Linked DNA regions of Mus musculus: region 2 is linked to region 1. Evidence: chromatin contacts called from public HiChIP or PLAC-seq data. All regions are on one chromosome and are shown on one strand. The core of a region is the stretch at or near the end of the contact, and the rest is flanking DNA. Distances in the headings are between cores, read along the strand shown. Region 1 overlaps Ltbp1 (latent transforming growth factor beta binding protein 1). Region 2 overlaps Ltbp1 (latent transforming growth factor beta binding protein 1).

Region 1 (6,937 bases), core at 707-3,206:
TTATGTCTTAAAACTCCATATTATTTGACTACTACTGCACTGTGTGTGTGTGAAACCATCCGACTAATTGTTTGAGATCGGATCTCTCACTGGAGCTGAGAGCTAGACCATTTGGTTAGGCTGGCCAGCCAGTGAGTCTAAGAGATGTGCTGTCTCCATCCCTCCGGCTTTGAGATGACGAGATCAAAGGCGCACATCCTTGTGCACAGCCTTTTCTCCTTTTACAGTGGGTTCCCAGACCATTATGTTCCCTTAGAAAGCACTCTGTCCGCTGAGCCACTCCTCGAACCCCTCAGTGCTGCTTTTTGATAACCAGTATCCTCAGGCCAGACACGGCAATTTATTATTTGGCCGAATATAATTTTCTACTTCTCTCTCTGTTCTTCCGTAAGGCAAATTTTTTCATAGCTGTCTATAAATAGAAGGAAATGTTAATTTATGTGTGTGCACTCCAGAGAAAGACATAACCAGCATGCGGTTCCCTCCAGTGACTATGAAGGGAGAGCTGGGACGGGAGAGAAGGGTCAACATGTTGGTCACTGGAGCTTAGTTACCTGTGTGGCAAGGAGAACTTGCACAAACTCAGAGTAGAAATCTCGCAGGATATTCCTTCTTGGAAGATTTTCCAGTCCCTGGGCATTTACCCCATGAGGTATGAAGAACATACAGCACTCCCTGAATGTTCTTTTCATAATCTAGAAAGGAGCTAACTCTGGATCCGAATGGTAAAGCCCTATTGGGCTAAACAGCATGGGATACTCTAAATATTTCTCCTTCAAGGAATTCCTGACCTTGGGGCAAGTGATAGACTGCGCGAGTGGGTGCATGACCTGTTGGGTCAGTCTCTCTCTGCTGAGTGGGGGTGGGGGGTGGGGGGGTGGGGGGGTAGGGTTGTGTTACCTGTGTTGACTGAGCCTGTGTGTCTTCAGCTGGGCCTCAGTTAATGGCAGGGTAATGGCGTTTCATCTGAGAGGCTGCCTCTGATGGAACGGACGTTGCCTGTGCTTGCTGGTTCCTGTTGTTTAAGTTGGATGCGTGCTGACGCGATGGAGCAGCAGTCTGGGTAAATGCTAAGGGGACCATATTTGTTCGTGACATCGGAAGTGAGGCCTCAACTTGTTATATTTATTTCTCTGGCTGCCCCCATCTTATGACTGAACCGTGGCAAGTGAACTCTTTTCTAGGCTGCAGTCCATTTGTCAGAAACAATTTCCATAGTTTTGAATTTTCTTTTTGGGGAGTAGTTGTGCAGCACAAATGAAAGCTTCCCCCTCCCGTGGCACTTGCAATTCACTCTAAATGTCTGTGGTTTGCTCTAAGCCAGGCATCAGTGCCTCTTCTTGGAGGTATAAGTTCACGTAGGGTCTGGCAGAAGTTGTAGACAGGATGTTGACTTGTGTGTCTTTGACTGACTGACTAGGAGGCCCAGGAGAGGTGCTACATGGCTCCAGGCAATCTCAACTTTTTAGCCAAGGCCTCTAAAATGTAAGGTCTTAAAGTGCTTGCTTAAGATTTCTGGGGCTGATTTACCCACAAGGATCTTTTAAAATTACACTTGTTTTCTCCCAGAGAGAACATGGGCAAAGGCTGTCCGGTGATCTCCCTGCTAACTCCTGACTTGGTCCCCTTTTTGCTTCTCAGATTTAGTAGTTCTCATAAGCTATGAAATGCTCTCCACCAGGGTCTTCCACCATTGCTAGTCTTATTCTCTGATGATGCAGCAGGGCCTTAGACAGAAATGACCTACGGCAACCTGTGAGTCCCGGTCCCGTGAGGGCTCCTTGTGTTATGACAGTTCTGAGTCACTTTACTTATTTTAACATTTGCTGGCAACCATATACAAGACACAAGAGTCCCTCAGTAATAGGCAAGTCATGAGAATGTCTCCTATAGCCCAGTGGCTTTTGGAGGATAGCTCACATCCATGGTTACTGACATCATTGTAGACTCTTGGATGGTGACCAAGTATAGGCTTTTACTCCTGCAACTGAGGAAGTCGAAGCCCTCGCTGGTGGACCACAGTTTTGTGTACTTGAAATGTGAAGTCCTTCCTTAGGAAGGTAGAAGTGGTTTAGAGAACTCAGTTCTTATTGAGACCCTGACAGGAATCTGAACAAACTGATTACTGTCAGCTTTTTTTATTTTTCTGATACTGATTTTGGACAGTGTGGTGTTGGAAACTCAGACCAATGATTATGAACAATTAATTGTATTGTGACAAGACAAAAGGACCCACCAGGAATATCAGTGTCTATTTTAGAATTAGATTCTAGCGGAAAGCTTGTAAAACATAAGGGGAAATATGAAAAATTATGCATCTCCTGCTTCCTGGACAATATGAGCATTTTAAAAATCAGGGTTACGTCATATGAAGCTGTCTCTGCCTTTTGAAAATCCAAATGAGCCTGGGTCAAAATATTTTTTGGCAGAGGAATATACATTGTTTTGAAACAATAGGCTGGGAGAACTTCGAGTGCCTCTGGAGTGACTCCTGTAGCTCCGAGGTGAGGCAGGACTCATGGTTGACTGGTCGCTTTCTTTGGATGTCTCAGTTGCTATAAGCAAGCATCTGTATAGCAGATGCTATGCTGCAAGTGAATGCTGGAGAGCACTGGATAGTTGGTAGAGGGTTTTATTTATTTATTTTTATTTCATTATTGAACCATGATCTAGAAGAAATCCAAGTTTGTATTCTTCTGAAGAGAGACGATGTTGTCATCTGCCAGTGTATATGTCCCTCCCCAACGTGAGCTTGTGCTTATGCACGCAAAGTGTCCTCGAGATATTTGTAACTGTGGTCTGACAACATGAGACCAAGCTGCATTTGTTTATGCTACTGTTTAAAAAAAAATGAGAAGAATTCTATTCAGCCGCTGACAGTATTTCATTGTATGATTTTAAATTTCTAGGGTGGATGCCCAGATATTTGGAAATATTCATAGAAGTATTTAAAATTGAGGGCAGTAAACTATTTCTTTAAACAAAGTTCTACTGGAACACAGCTATGTTCACTACTTGCATGTCTTTGAGTGTGAGGGGAGGGGAGGGGTCGCAGCGAAGGATAGGAAGGGGCATCTGATGCCCTGAAGCTGGAGTTGGAGGTGCTTGTGGACTGCCCAACATGGCTGCTTGGATCCAAACTGCAGTCCCCAGGACAGGGCAGCGAGCGCTGAGCCATCTTTCCAGCCCTCTAAACTCCTAGGTACAGGTGCATTTGGGCTATGCCAGTAGAGCCAAATGGTTCTAATAATGTCCTTTTGGCCTGCATTTCTATACTCTACTGCCTAGACTGTGAGCCTCTGCTCTAAGTTCTGACAGCCGCTGCTTATACAATGCAATTTTGAAGAATGCTGAAGTCCTCTTTGCAAGTAAAATATCTATTTATTAAACTAATTCCTTCTTTCCTTCCTTCTTTCCTTCCTTCCTTCCTTCCTTCCTTCCTTCCTTCCTTCCTTCCTTCTTTCCTTCCTTCCTTCCTTTCTTCCTCCCTCCGTCCGTCCCTCCCTCCCTCCCTCCCTCCCTCCGTTCCTTCTTCCCTTCCTTTTTTCCTCTCTTCCTCTTTTCCTCTCTTCCTCTCTTCCCCCTTTCTGTAATTGTTTTTTCTTTTCTTAAGATAGGGTCTGGCTACATAGTCCTAGCTAGCCTGTTACTCACTGGGTAAAACAGGCTGGCCTTGAACTCACAACAATCTTTCAGCCTGTTGCCCGAGATGGGAGACTACAGGTGTGTGTCTTCACACCTGGCTTAAACGATCCATCTTGAGCTCTAGTGTTAAAACCTCCATAGAAGGAAAAACTTCCTTGGAAAACCATTTGAAAAGAACTGTGGGACTTCTTTTTTTCCTTCTGAGAAATTACAGGAAGAAGGCCAACTCAGCTGATGGCTTTAAACTCCTTTAGCTTCATCTCTTTGATGGCCTGGCAGTTTGAAAAGCTATCGTGTGGAAGAGGCATTGGATGGTGATACAGGGACACCTTCATTTGGACTAATATGTTGCTTCAAGACCACATTTCAGTTTAGAAATCACTGTGTGCCTATGACAGGTTGAGTGGCCTGTTGCAAGACATTGTCAGATGAAGCCTGGAGGACGATTTGGTGCTGTAAGCCTATCAGTGTATGAGTGATGACGGTGTAGAAAAGCCTCCGAGGCCCTGCTCCAACTTTGAAATTGTAATGGCTTCTCTGGTTAAAATTTGGTTTCTAAGTTGAGGTTTGAGCCACACTTTAATTTATTACGAGTCTCTAGAGGCATCCTGGATGATTTTATGAAAATACAATTCTTGTCAGGCTAAAGAAATCCAGGGGTAGGGGAGGGGTGAGATTGGATAGGCTGACTAGCGCTGGTCCCCTCTGGTTGTTCCATGAAGACTGGCAAGGTAAAGACACTGTTACTCAGAAGACTTAAAATTGGCACTGTTATTGTCATCAGCTTCTGCCAACATCCCTACTTAACTCATTTCGGCTGGGACAGAGGAGGGACCTGAATGATGGTATATCACACACAGAGAAGTCAAAATAGGGTGACAGTCTCCTCCAACGTAGAGAGAGATGGAGCTGTTAAAAGCAGATGTGCTGAGCTCACGTCTCAGTATCATCGTACTGTGTTATCAAAAGCAGCCTTTGATAACGAGTGTGTGGCTGTGTTCCAATTAAACTTTATTGACAGAAACCAAGCGGTGGGTCGGTCAGGTTTGGCCCGTGAGCTATAGTTGGCTGGTCCCACATGGAGACTTTGAAAGTTATGACTGGCTAGAAAATATCAGTTTCATTTCTTTCATGTTTTAGAGCAACGGTGAAACCGAATGTAAAAAGTCCCACGAGAACTGAGCCAGGAGTGAAAGCCACCATGCACTTTTGGCTCGGTGCCCAATTGTATGATACGGTGCTACCTCAGCTGGCCTGTTCTGATTATAGCACCAGGCTTTTAAGAAAGTTCTTTGTGAATGACAGAAGTCCCTCTTCAGGTGGCCTGTGCACAGGATGGTGAGGGCTCAGGCTATTTTCACAGTTGTGAACTGCTATCCCCGCAACCGGCCCTACCTTTCTCTTTGATAAGTCCCGTGCTGAGGAAAACAGCATATACATTTTAGGAGCTTGCATGTACCAATGATGCCCCTGACGTGTGAGAAAGGAACGGGCTCCCACAGCTGCGTCATACATAGGATGTGATCACTTCAGCCCAGAGTGCCAGGAGATTTGAGACAGATGTTTTCAGACATGCCGCATGCCTGAACCATTTCCAGGGGTCGGGCTGCAAACAGTGACTTAATAAGTGGAGGAACCGGGAAAGTATGCATGTTGAGGACACAGGAGCTCATTCACCGCTAGGTGCGGGGCCAACCCCCTCTGCATTACATCTGCCTGTCTGTCGGGGGTTGGCTCTTTAATCTGCCTTGCCCTGGATGTTGCTCTTTGTCTGCCCGTGAATAAAGTGCAGCATTGTGGTTAGTAATCCCACTCCAGTGACTCGACTTCAAATGTGGTTTTGGAGTGCATCCCGGAGTTCTGTTTGTTAAGCTTCCTACTCCTGTTTCAGAGACACCACTGGATAGAGAGAGAGAGCAGCGAGCAAGAGCAGGCTTCCCTCTGCCTGAAACCTGTCCGGCTGTGGGCTCTCTTTCCCTCTCTTTCTTTCCCTTTCCTTTTTCTTTTTCCTTTTCCTTTTTTTTTTTTTTTTTTTTTTTCGGTTGAAAATTTTTCCAAGGCAAGTTCATGGATACTAAGCTGATGTGTTTGTTGTTCTTTCTCTGTCTGCCTCTACTCCTAGTGAGTAACCACACTGGTCGCATCAAGGTGGTCTTTACTCCGAGCATCTGTAAAGTGACCTGCACCAAGGGCAACTGTCAGAACAGCTGCCAGAAGGGGAATACCACCACTCTCATTAGTGAGAACGGCCATGCAGCCGACACCCTGACAGCCACGAACTTCCGAGTGGGTGAGTTCCTCCGTGGTCCCTAACTGTCCCTACCTCCACTAGTTTTATGAGAATAGAACACTTGGTTTCCCTTCTCTTCACCTCTCTCTCTCTCTCTCTCTCTCTCTCTCTCTCTCTCTCTCTCTCTCTGTTTGAACAGCATTCTATCTCTGAAGGGGGAAAGTGCTCTCTTTTACGAGGACTTTTAAGTTGCTTTTTGAAATAGATTTTTTTGAAATAGATTTTTTTTTCAGCCTGACTTTTGGCTTCTTGGGGAAATAGCAACTAGAATATTCCCCCTTATGACTTAGCATCTCCACAGCTGTGTGGTGATGGAAGGGTGGAAGAGAGTGAGTGTCTAGATGAGACCTGGATGTCTACCCTGCATTGCTTGGTTTCTGATTTTTTATCACCTTATCAATAAGTTGGAAATGCATTACATTTGGCTTCTATAACCTGGAAAGCTGTGATGAAATTCAAAGGTTTTTTTCCTTCATAAATAATGAAGCTCCTAATTTTTTTTCTCTCTAAAAACTGTCAAAATCTGGATTTTGGTTTAGGAAGGAGGCAGACTTGCTTCTTCTGCCACGGGTCTGCTCTGTATCACGAGGCAGAATTGTAGATTGACGTATAAGATGAATTTGCACGAGAGAGACTAGTGGATTGCTGTCAGCCCACAAAAACTTTAAATATAAACTAGTAGTTACTGCCTGCATAAATGGGATTTTTCCTCTTTTAAAATTCTGTTTCTTTTCTGCATTTTTGTAAGTGGAGAAAGCATTGCGGTCTACTGAGAGCTGTCGTGGTGCCATGCCATCGTGCAATACAGTATTTTTGTCACTCAGGAAAAGGCCTTTTATTATTTTTCTGACCAATTATGGCTTACCATGTGTACTCAAATAATCCAGACACCCGTGTTACTTTCTGAGTTACTCACAAGAATAACCGAAATGTCAGACAGATAATAACACTGGCTAGATCTGGTCTTTTTATGGAATATTGCTGTTTAGTCTTGGGAGTGTG
Region 2 (6,705 bases), core at 49-2,548, 97 kb after region 1:
AGGAAGGCTCCAGATAGTTCTGTCTGCCCACTTATTTTAGAAGCCATACCAGAGCTGGCTTTATTAGACATATTTTGTGAAGGTTATTATGCTTATTTTGTTCCGTCAATTTTTTGCCATATGAGTGCTTGAACTCATGACCTTGCACATGCTTTGCCACTGATCCACACCCTCAGTACATGTGTGGGTTTGGAATCTTCAGGGGTGTTCTGTTTTTCCATCCACTCCCTATCCTCCAACCCTCAGTTCCCTTGTAATCTCTCTCTTTTCTTTGTTGAACTTCTGTTACTAAGTAATGGCTGAGTTGGGCGCATGTGTTCTTGATAGAGCAGAGAGAGCTGGGTTTTATATTGTTATAGGTGTCTTAACATGCATTCTGTGTCTACAGTGTGTCAAGGATTTAGAATATCATAGATGAGTGTACATACTGACCCTATTCTTTATAAGCAAAAAAGTTGAGGCTTGGCCAGTACATAATTTAGCATTAAAAATAAAACCAACCAAACAAAAATCCAGAACTAACAGGATAAGTATGTGTCCAGGAGCCAATTCCTTGAAAGAAATATCCCTTCCATATAAAAAATAAGTACGAGTGAATATTCTTTCTTGCATGGTAATGCATACATTTATAAGTATGAACATGCAGGCACATCACACATGTTTTTGCAAAAGTAAGAGGAGGGTGCCTTTATTTCAGGTAACTGGTTGACTGACAGAGTAGTTGGCAGACTTTCCACTCAGAAAAAGCTGATGTAGTAGCTTGCTACTGAAGGGAGCTGACTGACAGAATTTATTCTTGCTCAATGCAGATCAGTATTTTTTTTCTTGTATATGTTTGAACAGATTGGGTGAAGCCCATTCATATCATAGAGGATAAATATCTTCAGTCAAAGTCCTCTGGCTTAAATATCAGTGTTGTATGAAATAGCAGTAAAACCCAGACGACTCCAAAAACAACCGACAATCCAGTATCTGTTTAAATACCTAAGTCATAGTGCTTAGCCTTGTTCATACACAAACTTAGTCATTATTTCCAATCAAAATGAGTTTCCCATAAACCTAGAAAGTGTTATGTAAATGAAAATATGAAAGAATAAGGGTCAGGAAAGATAAGTGTATTAATACCTTTTGTTGCGTACTATGGATAAAACACTATGACCAAGGCGACTTAAGGAAGACAAAGTTTAATTTGCCTCCATTTCCAAAGGGTTAGAGTCCATAGTGTTTGGGACAGCAAGGGTCAGGCATAGCAAGAGAAACAGGAGACTGGGACCTCACAACTTGAACCACAAGTTGAATGAAAATAAAGGAAACTGGTAGTAGTGAGATGTGCATGTGTGTAATCTCAGAGCCTGTGCCCAGTGACACACTTCCTCCAGGAAAACTTTACTATCTAAACTTCCCCAAACAGTACTGCCAATCGGGGACCAAGTTTCCAAATGCTGTAAACTAGGGGGCACATTTCCCATTCCATCATCACACAGCAGGTTTCCTGAAAATTGGGGGGGGGGGACAGGCGAGTGGTAGATTCACATTTGAGAGCCACCCATGTCCCTTGCGTCTTCATCTGCCATCTGACTTCATTATTCAGATTATTCTCAGAGCATCTAACCTGGAAAGTCAGTCCTGTTGGAAAGGTGGAAATGTGCATCTAAGCAGGAAGGGCAAAAAAGTTGGATTGAATTGTGAGTACCAGGGGCTGGAGAAAAGGCAATTGGGATGACACCATAAGAGAGAAAAGGTATGGCTGAGATGGGGAAACAGACAGGAGGCCACCAACCTGGGGCTAACCTGACAGTGTTGTCTCACACAGAATCTGGTCCTGTAGCACGTACTACCCCAACCATGCACTATGCATGCATTAAGAGATATACAGCTGAAAGGCAAGGCTGTGTCTTGCTCTCGACTTTGCCTCTTGTGCCAGCATTTGAATGAAGTGCACTCACTCCTGATTTACATTAGAAGATCAGGGTGAGGAGACAGGAGTCAGATGATAACAGCTTGGTTACCTTTGCAGCATAGAATGAGGGCTTGAGAGTTTGCCTACTCTGATGTGCTTGCCACACTGAGACTTTGTGTATCTCAGCCGATCAGCAACCACTCCCTGTCTGCCATGTATGTTCTCTGGCCTTGGGTGAGAATTCCTGAGCTTCTGGGACAGCTACCCAGCTGCTGGTTTGTGGTACTAAGCTTGCTGCTGATTTTCCATGGTGCCTGGACATTCATCAGCCATTGATTTAGAGCCAACTTTTTACTCCAGTCTCAGGAAACAGTTGGTCAAAATTGTGATTAGTCATAGATGACTAGGTTGGTTAGATAGCTAGCTAATGGTGGAAATGTTTAACTTAAACACACATTCCTATATTAATATTTGTTAAAAATAGAATCCAGCCAGAGACAGGAATAATTAATTAAGAGTATTTGCTGCTCTGACACCAAGATGATTTAGAGAATGAACACTTAACAAATTATTCCCAGAATCTAGATTGATTTATCTTAAAGCAAGGTTTGTCATCCATGCTGTGAGGACCATCTTATGTTAACTTAAAATCGATCTGACTTGTTTCTTCAGTGACATCAGGCTTGTCTCTTTCTTTAGCGGATCCCCCTGTGATCTCAGAAGAGAAAGGGCCCTGTTACCGCCTTGTCAGTCCTGGAAGGCATTGTATGCACCCTCTCTCTGTTCATCTCACCAAGCAGATCTGCTGTTGTAGTGTGGGCAAGGCCTGGGGCCCACATTGTGAGAAATGTCCCCTCCCAGGCACAGGTAAGCCGTAACCACCTGTATATACACTAATGTTCCCAGCTCCGGGAACAAAGTGACCTCAGCAGTTTGGGTTACTTTAGGTTTCTGAGTTTAGCTTTTAATAGTATTATGTGTTTGTATTATTTCTGAAGAAAGCAGAGTTGGAGAAGTTCAAGTCAGAAAAGAAAATGTACATAGGAATTCCCCATTATTTATGGATTTCTTTTTACATGTTAAGCTAAGAAGATAAACCCTTGTATTTTATTATCAGCTTCTAGAATGAGGACTGATATTTAAGTATAAAACCAGAAAGCTCTACTAGGCAATGTGCTTTCCTAGTGGTTTGCTGTCCATGGTTTTACAGCCCAGTGGACATTGACTTATTTATTCAGTTATTAAAATTGCACTTGATTTCTCTAATTGGAAATACAAAGAATTGTATTCAACTATGAGAGTATGAGGAATCAATAAACTCCCAAGCAGAGTCAGGAGTTCAGTGGAAGAAAAGGAGGCATGACCTGCAAGCACTGGGCATCATAAGATCAAGGAAGGCGTGGCATCGATTTCACTGGCTTGGTACGGGTGCCAAGCATCACACTAAATTGCTTACTTTAGAGGAACTTCCCTTATAGGAACACGCATTAAATCTCTAGGTGTCTTACACGACATTGTGTAGTAAATCACACAAGAGTAGATAGGATTTAAATGTAAATTTTAGTATCATAGTTCACCTTTGGTAGTGGTTAGAGTCAAAAGGAACAGCTACGGCAAAAATAGGAGTTTATTGTCAATGAACTGATAGATGGATGCTTTTAGACTCCTCCCACAGGCTCTAGCACCCTCTTGTGCCTTCTGACACACTTATTACTAACAAAGCTTTGCCATTCATAGGCCCACATCTCTCCTTAAGGTCAATTTTGTCAGGGTTTTAATCCTTACATGAAGTGTAACTAAGATGGGGAATGTTCATCAGGGCCTCTTCCCAAAGTACAATTTCATTATGGTATTAATCATACAATTTTTTGTATTTAAGTTTTGCTCATGGGATGATTTTAATCAAATGTGTGCTTTGCTAGAAAACCATGCTTTGTTCTGGTACTGTCCATTTTTTTTTAAAATTAAGAATTCTCTGTCTTAGTAGATTCCGCCATTGAGTGAGTGAATCTGCAGAAAAACAGCATCTCAGCTTTAAGGGAATATTGTAGAGTTTTCTTTTGATTAAGGACTAATTCCAGGCCCAGTCCATTCAATAGACGATTTCTTGTTCTGTAAAAATGAGAAATGATTTACTTTACTTTCAATTTTAAAAGTAGAAACAAAAACTTGACCATAAGCCCCTTTGTTTACGTTTGGCAATTTGCTTCCAATCCCAAGAGCCCAGTGATGATGTAGAGTTTGCGTCTGTCTGCCACACTCTACCCGCCCCAGGGTTTGCTGCTAGAGGTCTGCAAATCACACATCATCCGCAGTCCACTCAGAGGGGGGCGGGGGGGGGAAAGGCATTTTAAAGACATTTTTCCTGACCAGAGTGATGAGTCCATGGTACAGAATGTCCCGTTGTCCTCTGCATGATGAATCTGACCAGATTTGCTGGCTGTCCCTGACCACAGAGAGAACTGCACACAGCTCACTCTGGCATTTTCTTCTTGCTTTGGCTTCTGACTATAGCCTCTGACTTGTCCCTAGTGTTTCGGCTTTCTCCTCACTACCTGAAGGTCCTCTTCAAAGACACCCCCCTCTCTGCCTCTTCATCACCAGTACCCCCATTCCATATATAGCGTGGCATTCTGTCTGAGTCCTTGGATTTACCAACTGGACACAAGTCAGGAGGGTTTCAGTCCCCTATGTCCCTGAATATAGTGAACACCTTCTTGCTCGTCATTTAACTTAGATGTTCGCTGAGTTCTTCATTAATAATCACTGAAAGGACAAGAGCAGAGGAAAGGAGAAAGCCTGACTGTTGGTGATATTTCATACTCACATGTTAGATAGTTGTCACCTGTAGTTAAAACGACTCCTAGTATAGTACATATCTTTTTATGTAATGTAGTTTACATACATAATGTAGTCTACATAGTGGCATATCGGCTACTAGAATATAAATACAATATATAAAATTCATGCTAAATATATATCCTAGTTGGGTAGGATAAGGAATTAATAGATGAATAAATGTTTAAAGTAAAAGTTAAAATTTTTCTTGTAAATACGCAAGTCTATCAGAAATTTAAGCAATTTGCTTACATTTTGCATCTGTTTCTCAAGTTTTGAAATGTACCTATATTAGTGATGATTTATTAAGAGATATTCATCATGATATTTTCCTCTGTAAGTTTGTACTGTTAGATTTTTAAAAGGAATATTTTCCCATCCCAAATCTAGCTGCTTTTAAGGAAATCTGTCCTGGTGGAATGGGTTATACGGTTTCTGGCGTTCATAGACGCAGGCCAATCCATCAGCATATAGGTAAAGAAGCTGTATATGTCAAGCCAAAGAACACTCAACCTGTTGCTAAAAGTACTCATCCTCCACCTCTCCCAGCCAAGGAAGAGCCTGTGGAGGCCCTGACCTCCTCGTGGGAACACGGGCCGAGAGGGGCGGAGCCCGAAGGTGAGCTTCCATGTTGGATGTGGGTTCTAGCCAGACATCTCTGTATCTGTACTTTGGTGTTTGTTTTTATCCCTTTAGAGCATGCCTCTGATCCTTAATGATGCTGACATTTTCAATTGTGTAATTCTTTAATGGATGAGGAAGCTATATTGGATGTTGTAGGATGTTTAGCAGTGTGAATGTCCTTTGACTTTTATTACACACACACACACACACACACACACACACACACTATACTAAAAAGGTCCACACACACACACACACACACACACACACACACTATACTAAAAAGGTCCACATACACACACACACACACACACACACACACACACACACACACACACTATACTAAAAAGGTCCCTGAATATTGAATACATCCTTAGATCCAGTATGGACCATTTTGCCTGACTGAGAGGCACCCTGTGGTGTGTGTTCCTAGTGGGTAACAATACTCCATAGGAATTCCAGAGCAATGTTTTGCAGTTTAGGAGCTATAGTAACTTAATGTTTATTCCTGGAGAGGAATTTTTGTCTTCAGGGAACAGTACAAATTCATTTCCGTGTCCAGAATTCTACTGTATAAAGGAGAATCCACAGGCTTAAAAATGTTGGTGGACTGAGCTTTTGTGAGGTGGTAGCTGGCAGGAGGGATGCTGCCAGGTGACAGGCCAGAAAGTAGGAACCAGACAGCTCAGGCATCTGGGAGGGCTGTGGGAAAGTCCTCTCATTTACCTTGTGACAGATTCAGAGACATGACTTGTTGTGTGTCATAAAAATTGTATAATGGGACCCATGACTAAGGGCAGAAAGTCTAGTGATCTCTAGTTTTAATCTCTGCTTGCCCTCTCCCCAAGAAATATTTTCTTCTCTCCTTAGTGTATAATGTATATTGACTATTTTGATTACCACAGAAAAGCCTTGTTCCTGAAAAATGGAACAGGTTTTGGTCTGTAAGGAATGTATCTCTTTCCTCTAAAAACATAAATAAAACAAAATGTTCTTGTTGGCTTTTGCCATTAATTCTTAGGTAAAGATTTGCCCATTTGTGAGTCATGTGGGAACTAGGCATTACCTCCTTCCCTAGTAGCAGAGGTTGTTCTGGGCTCTGAGCATGGTGCCTTCTGGCCAATATCTACTGGGTCACTTACTGTGGTATAATTCTTTCTTGGGTAAGCAGAGCAAGTAGGACCTCACCTGGTATTGTCTCTGTCTACCTAGGTCAGCCATTCCCAGCCCGTGGGTCACAACCCCTTTGGGGGTTGAAGAATTCTTTCACAGAGTTCTCCTAAGACCATCCTGCTTATCAGATATTTACATTGTGATTCATAACAGTAGCAAAATTGCAGTTA

What was found. HiChIP or PLAC-seq counts read pairs in DNA pulled down with a chosen protein or histone mark.
Region 2: a contact with region 1 is called in an HNF4G HiChIP or PLAC-seq map of pancreatic cancer cells. The contact joins two enhancer-like sites. A contact is called at or near these places in 1 of 39 promoter capture datasets (the 3T3-L1 cell line), 1 of 15 datasets of contacts at CTCF or cohesin (the NIH/3T3 cell line), 9 of 484 Hi-C or Micro-C datasets (3T3-L1-derived adipocytes, the C2C12 cell line, the MC3T3-E1 cell line and 4 more) and 3 of 115 datasets of contacts at active chromatin or transcription factors (the HPC-7 cell line, the NIH/3T3 cell line and pancreatic cancer cells).

What each region holds. Positions count from the first base shown.
Region 1 is chr17:75,173,270-75,180,206 of GRCm38.p6, forward strand. Ltbp1 (latent transforming growth factor beta binding protein 1) reads left to right here. Exons shown (of 34, transcript NM_019919.4): 5 at 5,768-5,935. Among named protein-coding and RNA genes, the nearest start is that of Ltbp1, 170 kb to the left of the region's middle. Within about 2 kb of position 1,957, at least 4 of the 459 cell types and tissues checked have an H3K27ac peak or open chromatin away from gene starts, as enhancers often do. A contact at or near this core is called in the HPC-7 cell line and pancreatic cancer cells, where this site is marked.
Region 2 is chr17:75,271,268-75,277,972 of GRCm38.p6, forward strand. It overlaps Ltbp1 (latent transforming growth factor beta binding protein 1), which reads left to right. Exons shown (of 34, transcript NM_019919.4): 11 at 2,600-2,767; 12 at 5,129-5,356. Among named protein-coding and RNA genes, the nearest start is that of Rasgrp3, 160 kb to the right of the region's middle. Within about 2 kb of position 1,299, at least 26 of the 459 cell types and tissues checked have an H3K27ac peak or open chromatin away from gene starts, as enhancers often do. A contact at or near this core is called in the HPC-7 cell line and pancreatic cancer cells, where this site is marked.